2 separate regions of the Capsicum annuum genome follow, and region 2 is linked to region 1. A link is a contact called in public Hi-C data. All regions are on one chromosome and are shown on one strand. Each heading gives the region's core, a stretch centred on a gene start, on an enhancer-like site or on the middle of the called end of the contact. The rest is flanking DNA. Distances are from core to core; before and after follow the strand shown. Region 1 holds the start of LOC107854920. Region 2 holds the start of LOC107854903 (CST complex subunit STN1).

The links. Hi-C and Micro-C count contacts between places; a contact is called where the count stands out from the background.
Region 2: a contact with region 1 is called in a Hi-C map of bud, with 2.5 times the contacts expected there. The contact joins the promoter of LOC107854903 here to the promoter of LOC107854920 in region 1. A contact is called at or near these places in 2 of 5 Hi-C or Micro-C datasets (bud and leaf).

The regions. Positions count from the first base shown.
Region 1 is chr1:150,814,346-150,818,407 of UCD10Xv1.1, reverse strand. It overlaps LOC107854920, which reads right to left and starts at 2,195. Exons shown (of 2, transcript XM_016699916.2): 1 at 1,926-2,195; 2 at 1-1,820. The coding sequence starts at 2,195. The coding sequence ends at 1,383.
Region 2 is chr1:151,141,218-151,145,279 of UCD10Xv1.1, reverse strand. LOC107854903 (CST complex subunit STN1) reads left to right here and starts at 1,845. Exons shown (of 1, transcript XM_016699900.2): 1 at 1,845-2,705. The coding sequence starts at 2,086. The coding sequence ends at 2,580.

The sequences.
Region 1 (4,062 bases), core at 946-3,445:
ACCACAAGTCTTGCCTTGAGTCTTTTCACTGTCCTATATACCTTGTGTTTGATTTTGTAGACACATTTACAACCTATAGTTCTCTTTCCTGCAGGGATATGAACTAAACTACAAGTATTGTTAGCATATACTGCCTCAAATTTAAGTGTCATAGCTGTTTGCCAGGCAAGGCTTGAGACTGTCTCTTCATAAGAGTTCACTTCACATTCATGAGTGATGATTTTCACTAATTGCTGACTATCAGGATCAAAATTAGTGAGTGAAAAGTATTGACCAGTGGTACTATTTGTTTGTGATGCTTGTGGTTGAAGGTTTGGTAATGTATATCTGTATTCACTAAGATAAGGTGGTACCGAGTGTATCCTACTGGTTCGTTTGAGTGCAAAAGTTGGATATAAATCTTGTAAGGTAGGACTGTCAGGTTAAGATAGTTTAGTGTCCTATTCAGGTGATGAAGTGGTAACATCATGAGATAAATGATTGAGATCACTAGTGGCAGTATGTGGCGTAGAATGCTCAGATGAGTTAGAATCAGTAGTGGAATCTATATAGAAACTAGGGTGGTTTGTTCAACACATCATTATCCAAGTTATTTCTTGTGAAATAAAATTGTGGATTAGAATTAAGGTGCCTCAACACAGAAGGAAAACTAGCATCAGGCTATGAAAGAGCAAAGGGAAATACAGACTCATAAAATAGTACATCTCTTAAAATGTGCACTTGTTTAGTATGTAGATTAAGGACTTTGTAACCTTTTGTGTTGAAGGGGTATCCAATAAACACATGGGGGGTGGACCGAGGTTTAAATTTCTCTTTATGACTTTTGAGTGTACTGGGAAAACACAAACGTCCAAAGGATCTTAAATGTGAATAAGTAGGTTGCCTGGAATATAGGACGTCAAAGGGTGTTTTATTTTGAATAGTTGTGGATGGTAGTCTGTTTATTAGGTAAGTCGCTGTGAGAATACACTTCTCCTAATATCTTATTGGAAGCTTGGACTGATATAGTAATGCCCTGGCAGTTTCAAGTAAATACTTGTGCTTTCTCTATACTACACCATTTTATTGTAGTGTGTATGGACAAGTCTTTTGATGTATTATCCCTTTGGTTTCAAGAAAAGGTATGGTTTATTTATTGACAAATTCCAGCCCATTGTTAGTTATAATGTCCTTAATGTGGGTTTGAAACTAGCTTTCTATCAGTGTTATGAAGGTTTTTATTGTTGCCAAAGTATTACTCTTGCAACTGAGTAATTGTATCCAAATTGCTCTACCGTGGTCATCAATTATGGTGATGAAGTACTTATAGTTTTCATAAGTCGGTGTGTGATAGTGACCCCACAAGTCTATGTGGAGAAGGGCAAAAGGTTGTGATGAGATACTTATGGTCTAGGATGGAAAGAGCAATCTTGTTTGCCTAGCCATGGGGCAAATTGTGCAGGTGAAAGGTTGTTTAGGTGAGAATGCAACTGGGATGGTACATGTCCTAACTTATTATGCCACAGGTGATCTACATTAGAATCATGAGATATGTATGATGAACCAGAATCAACAGAATTGAAATGATTAACAGAACACTGTGAAATCTCATTGTTAGAACAAGCTTTTTTATTACTCAGAATTACCAAATTTACAGATGAAGTAGGTGAATAGAGAGCTTGTTTATATAGAACATGCAGCAAAAGAAAATCAGGAGGAGTGAAAATAGAACCAGCAGAAATTGGTGATGAAAAACAAGGACCATGGTGGCACTTTGAGCATAGAAAATAGAGTCCATTCCTTGCTCTACCAATCACCAGAGGGCTTTTCAGTGAAGGGCCCTGCATGAAACATGAGACGTTATTGAAACTAACTACACCACTGAGGTGTGAAGTGAGATAATGCACTGAAATCAAATTGAATTTAAAACTAAGCACGAATAATACCTTGTACAAAGTCGGTGTTGAACTTAAACAAGCATCCCCAATTTCAGTTACCTTTACTCTATAGCCATTTGGTAGTGTAACTAGAAAGGGAAAGGGTAGAGACCTAATATTCTTAAGCAATTTCTTGTTAAAGTTCATATGGTTTGAGGCCTCGGAATCTACGATCCATGATTTAGTAGTTAAGTTCAAACAACCACATAACAGGTTACCAATCTCATTTATAGAGGAGTGACAAGCCAAAATACCTGCAAAGTTCACAGCTCCGCTCATGATGGTATCCAGAGTCTCCTTAGAAGTTTCAGATATCCCCTGCACTTAGGCGTTTGACAGTAATTTCACAAGATGACCATACTATTCCTTAGTGATGCTATGAGCTTCTTGACTAGTACTGCAAAATTTCATTGCAGACCCATCGTCTATCACCTCTCCATAACCACCATGAACAGTTGCTGCTGCAGCTGAATTTTTTACCTTTGTGAACTTAAAATTTGGGGGCAAACCATGGAGTTTGTAACATTTTGCCTCTGTGTGTCCACTCTTCTTACAGTAATCACAGAGTAGATTTGCTCTATTGACATCTTGAAAGGGGTAGGTAGCTTTGTAAGTGTTTTTGTAGGGAGGCGGAGTAGAATGACCTTTATATACATTGAGACCACTGGTGTGTTTGTTGTGAGAGTAATTAGTTCTAAAGGCATTTTTTCCAGAGGTTACACTAAGAGAAGTAGATCCTAAAATCAAGCGAGAAGTAGTTGGTCTGACTTCGCGCTGCTTTTCCTCTTGGACCAATATAGAGAAGGCTTTTTCCATAGCGGGCAACGGATTCATCATCAAAATACTACCTCTTACAATAGTATAAACTTCGTTTAGCCCCATCAGAAATTGAATAAGCTTCCTGTCTTGCTCAGCCTTATGCATTTTTGTTTTTCCCACACAATCACATGAACAGGTGCACTGTGAGTTGGTGTCTAGAGAGTTGAGTTCTTCCCAAAGTTGCCTAATCTTTGTGTAATAACCAGTGATATCCAGATTTCCCTGCGGGAGCTCGCTAATTTCCTATTGAAGTTGAGATAGTTTTACATCATTTGCTTGGTCGAATTGGTCCTCCATCTCCTTCCACAATGCCTGGGCATTGTTGACATATTGTAAACTATCTCCTAAGTCTTTGGATAGGGAATTCAGAATCCATGAGGTAACCATATCGTCATATTGTTCCCATTGTGTAATCGACTGTGAATTTGATGTTGGCTTGGCAATTGTTCCATTGATAAAGCCAATTTTGTTTTTCACAGAAAGAGCTCTAAGAACACCGCGTCTCTATGACCGATAACCAGTTCCATCAAAAATCTCCGAAATTAGGGCAGATCCGATGTTCGCCGATGGATACATGTACAAAGGGTTATTTGAATCGAGGGTTGGTGAAGAGGAATTTTGAGTTGTCGTTGAAGTAGAAGTCATGAATAAGGTAGATGACACAAAATACACAAGGTAATTTTGCCAATTTGAGAGAATTAGAGAAAAAGTTGAGATGAAATTGGGGATTTTTCCAATTGAGATAAAATTGGGGATTTTCCAAATTGAGAGGAACGGAGGAAAATTGAGGTGAGCAAGGAATCAAACGAAGATGAAGATCGATGAGAGTTGCTGCAATTTGATGTGAAAATCGCAGCTGGAGGCTAAGAACTACAGTAAGCTTGAGCTAGGAGTAGAGAAGATCGAATGATTGCAACAGAACTAAAAACGATAATGCGGAAAACCAAGGAAATCGAGCTTGCTAGCTCTAATACCATGTTAGAACAGTGAGCTTTCGAGAAGAAAACTCCATTGGAGAGGAAAGCCTGAGAGAGAGAAAAATGGAGAAGATCAGATTTGGCAAATGAAAATTGTAACTTCCATTACTCAACTCAACAGCTTATATACATAGTACAAGGAAGAGAAAAAGAAGGTATCTAGTTGATCCACTAGAGTAACAGCTGGATCATTATTAACTAACTCACTAACTAATAATGTACAGATATTTATAATTTAAGACTAACTAAATAATCTTGACATGCCACAAACTAGTAACTCCTTTTATTAGTTGAATTGGCGACCCAAAAAGGGGGTATTTGTGCACTTTCCCCAAAGATTTGGTTCCTAA
Region 2 (4,062 bases), core at 596-3,095, 330 kb before region 1:
AAGGCTTGAATTCTTGATCTATAGGGAGGAGCTAGGGTTATGTTTTTGAGAGGATTTGAGATGTTTAATTGATGAAATAGGGGAAAAATATTGCCCCTTGAGGATTATCAGGCGTGGACTGGGAGTTATAAGGTAAGAAAAGACTAAAAAGCTCTTAAAACCGCGGAACCAACTGCTGTAAACTAGGGGTGGACTGGAGCGTGCGTTGCACGCTAATCGCGCGACCTCACTACCTCCCTCACTAAAATGGCTATAACTTTTCACTCGGGTATCGGATTAAGGCGAAATTGGTACCGTTGGAAAGCCGACTCAATTATATACAATTTGGTGGGTCTTGAGCTTCAAAATTCTACTTGTATCAAAAGTTATACACGTTCAAAGTAGATCCTTGTAAAAGCGAATTCAAAGATTTAGCCAAATCAAAGGTTCTTAGCTCAATTTGCTCTAAGTGATTCCTATGAATATTTTTCGCCTCAAAAACATTTCAAACACGAAGATATAGATCATGACACTTGTTCTTACTTAGAAATAATTTCTATTAGAGCTTACACATGTAGAAACAACAATTCGATTTCAAATTTGAAAATGGGGGGAGTTACATTAAGGTTGTCTAGTATGTCTTCAGTCCATAATTAAGAAAATGTAATCAATGCAATTTGTCCATTTGACATCATCCCTAGCTCCTAGAATGACAATGTTATGTTAACTGACTAGCTGACTAGACCAATCAGTAGATTCATAATTTGGGTTTTGGGGTATAATGGTATATATTAGCTCGGCAAATCTCCAACTTCTGCACCAAATTTGGATGTGTCAAATTATGTACTCCCTCCGTTTAATTTCATGTTAACCTATTTGACTAGACATAATGATCACGAAAGAAAGATCATTGAAATTAAATCTTACTTTTGAATATACCATTAGTCCACATGACATTGTGACTTTCAGATTTATAGTCTTAAACATGTCTATGTCATGATGCTAATAATAAAATCATACCGTCAATAATCAATAATGTAAAAGGAGAAGTTCAAAGTTAGTCCTTTTCAAATATCAAATTTATAAAAAGATAAAATATAAAAAATAATTTGGCATAATATGGAACATAATGGAATAGGAAAGCTAGGGTAAAAAGTAGAAGGGAAATTTAGTTAAAAATACCCCTCTACTTTGATAATTTGGTTAAATTTGTCCCTCGTTATATTATTGGCCAAATACTAAGTTGCGGAAACTTTTCATTTTCGATGTCGCAACCGTGTCATATTCTCTAAAAATATACTAGTTTTGGCGAATTCGATACGCACCCGTTGATTTTTTAGAGAGTCTGTGCAACATAGGCCAAATATATCCTTAATGTTATACTATAGGGCTAAATATACCCCTCTCATTAGCAAGATTATCAAAAATATCCCTCTTTTTAACACTTTTCTATCATGGCAAAATGAGAGCCATGTGGATGAGAGTTTAAGGTTAGTGAAATGTTAAAAAATTTGCTACCGCCATAAATATTTTACTACTAGTGATAGTGATTAGACTTTTTTTTGGATGCAAAATATTCACATATTTTGTTTGTTTTAAAAAATAATAAATAAATAATTAAGTAATAAAATTTGAAGCAAAAAATATAAAATGAAGAAGGAAAAATCAAATGCTGAGGTAACATGCAACCTGACATTCACCTCATTCAAATATACGTCACGTGACTTACATTTTATTATGATAAAAAAATATTAAAAAGAAAAGTATTTTTAATAACTTTACCAATGACAAAAGTTGATTTAGTTCGATAATATAACAAGAAAGTATATTGGATTCAATAGTATAATGCAGTACCAACTTAGTCAATTTATCAAAGAGTTTAAGTTATATTCATTGTTAGTGCACAAAATATACTACACTAGCAGTAAAAATTTTTTTTTTCCAAAGTAAAAATCTTCGTGACTCTTCTTCTTCACCTTGATCTAGGCATCTTGCTCCATCTCCTGCCCCACCCCCCACATAAAAGAAGAAAAGGGATCTTTCTCCTCGCACTTGACACACTAGAAAGAACAGATCAGTCGAAATTCTTTGATAAACACTCCCATTATGGATGCTCCAAACCTTGTCAACATACACGTAAAGCTCTTAGCCTTCGATTTTCTCACTCTCAAACCAATCCCCCTCGATCCCACTTCCTTTTCTCGCAAGGGCAAGCGCCTCTCCCGTGCAGAAACAGTAGGTATTGTAGTAACCAGAGACTTCAAACCCAGCAGATTCCTCAAATTCGACATCGACGATGGCACCGGTTGCATCCCTTGTATCCTATGGCTTAACCAAGAAACTTCGCCCCACTTCTCCCGTCGTTGCCCATCAGATGTTCGATTAATTTCCCAAATGGCCGCTGATTTTTCGGCCCAAGTTCAGCTTGGTGTTATTGCTCGTGTTCGTGGCAAGATTACTAGTTACAGAGGGAGCATTCAGATTACTGTTTCCGATGTTGTTATAGAGAGGGATCCTAATTCTCAGATTCTGCATTGGCTACATTGTTTAAGGTTGGCTCGCAATTGTTATGACAAAGTTGTTGTTCCTCCTACAGCCTGAGTGACTGATCCTTTTGATAGTCAATAATCAACTAAACTACTAAAATTTTCGTTCCTTGTATTTTCTTGAACATTAACTGTTGTGTAAATTGTTCAGAATATTAGAAACATTCTCCATGAAGTTAAGTTGCATTGGACATAAACTTTACTTATCCATATTATATGCCCATAAGAGACAGATGTTCACTTATGAATTGAATGGCAAGAAAAAATCTATGGTATTTAATTTACTGATCTCGTCTAATTTTTTAATAATCATTGATGAAAAATGATACGATCCGAACCGAGGCCGTGGCCGCAACGAGCATCCCGAGCTATGAAAGCACGAGATCCCTCTCTAACTGACAATCATACACATAATTCATATATTATCAAAATGCGGAAAAGAAACCGGAAACATGGTCATCTTATCATTTCATTTAAACAATACAGACATAAGTTCATAAAGACCCAAAACCATCTAACATAAGTCTGCGAAATTTCTACTAAACTGAAAATAGCATATGTTCTGAAACCAGGACAAGGCCCCCAGTCGAACCATGAGCTAAAACCAAATGAAACATCACATGAACAAGGCCTTCCGAAATAAGGAAGGCTTACCAACTTCAAACTTCTGACACTGATCTATTGCTTAGCGGGACTCCGGATCTGAGCCTCAAATCTTGAAATATAGGGGATCAATACAAAATGTATTGGTACTCAGAATAATAAAAAAATTACTTTTATACAACATAGGTGAGAGCATTTCATAAAACATGTCGACATAAAACATTTGAAACCATATGGGCATAACTTGATGAGCTTCAAAACATTTCTTTCAATTATGGTACAATTCGCTTTTGCATTACTGAGTTAGATGGTACACCCTACAAGTTCATACTTCCACGAGCTATATGAAATCCGCCCTTGACTTGGCGGCCAAGCCCCTAATCCAGGTTTACCGTCAGGATTGAAGTGTCAGTAAGGGGTACACGCAAGATCACAAAGCAGGGTGTCAAAATCCCCAATCAAATCAACATATCTTGGTAGGGAACAAGATAAAAAAGTAGGGCTCCTAACCATAGTCCCAATTCGAGAGGACATGAAACAAGGTACACAAGATCACAAAGCATGACACCATAATCTTGTGTCGGCAAATCACAGTTTCAGCATAGAGTCTTTCAACTCGTGCTTTCTTCGGATAATCATCTAACCCTCTTTAAGCCCAGTTAATCTTATAAGAAAACATGCATCATATTTACAAACCATTCTTCTCTTATTCTATTAAGGGTAATTCACAACGGGGTATCGTTATACCCCGACTTGCAAGTCATTCGTATTGTATCTTTCCATAACCCTTCTCATTCAAACCCCTTTATATGACCATCAAGAAAATTCCATTCATTCAACACATGTATAATTGTTATCGAAAACTTTAATACTCAATAAATTATCATTATTTATAAACTAGCCCCAACATTTGTTAAACACAATTCTTATTGAT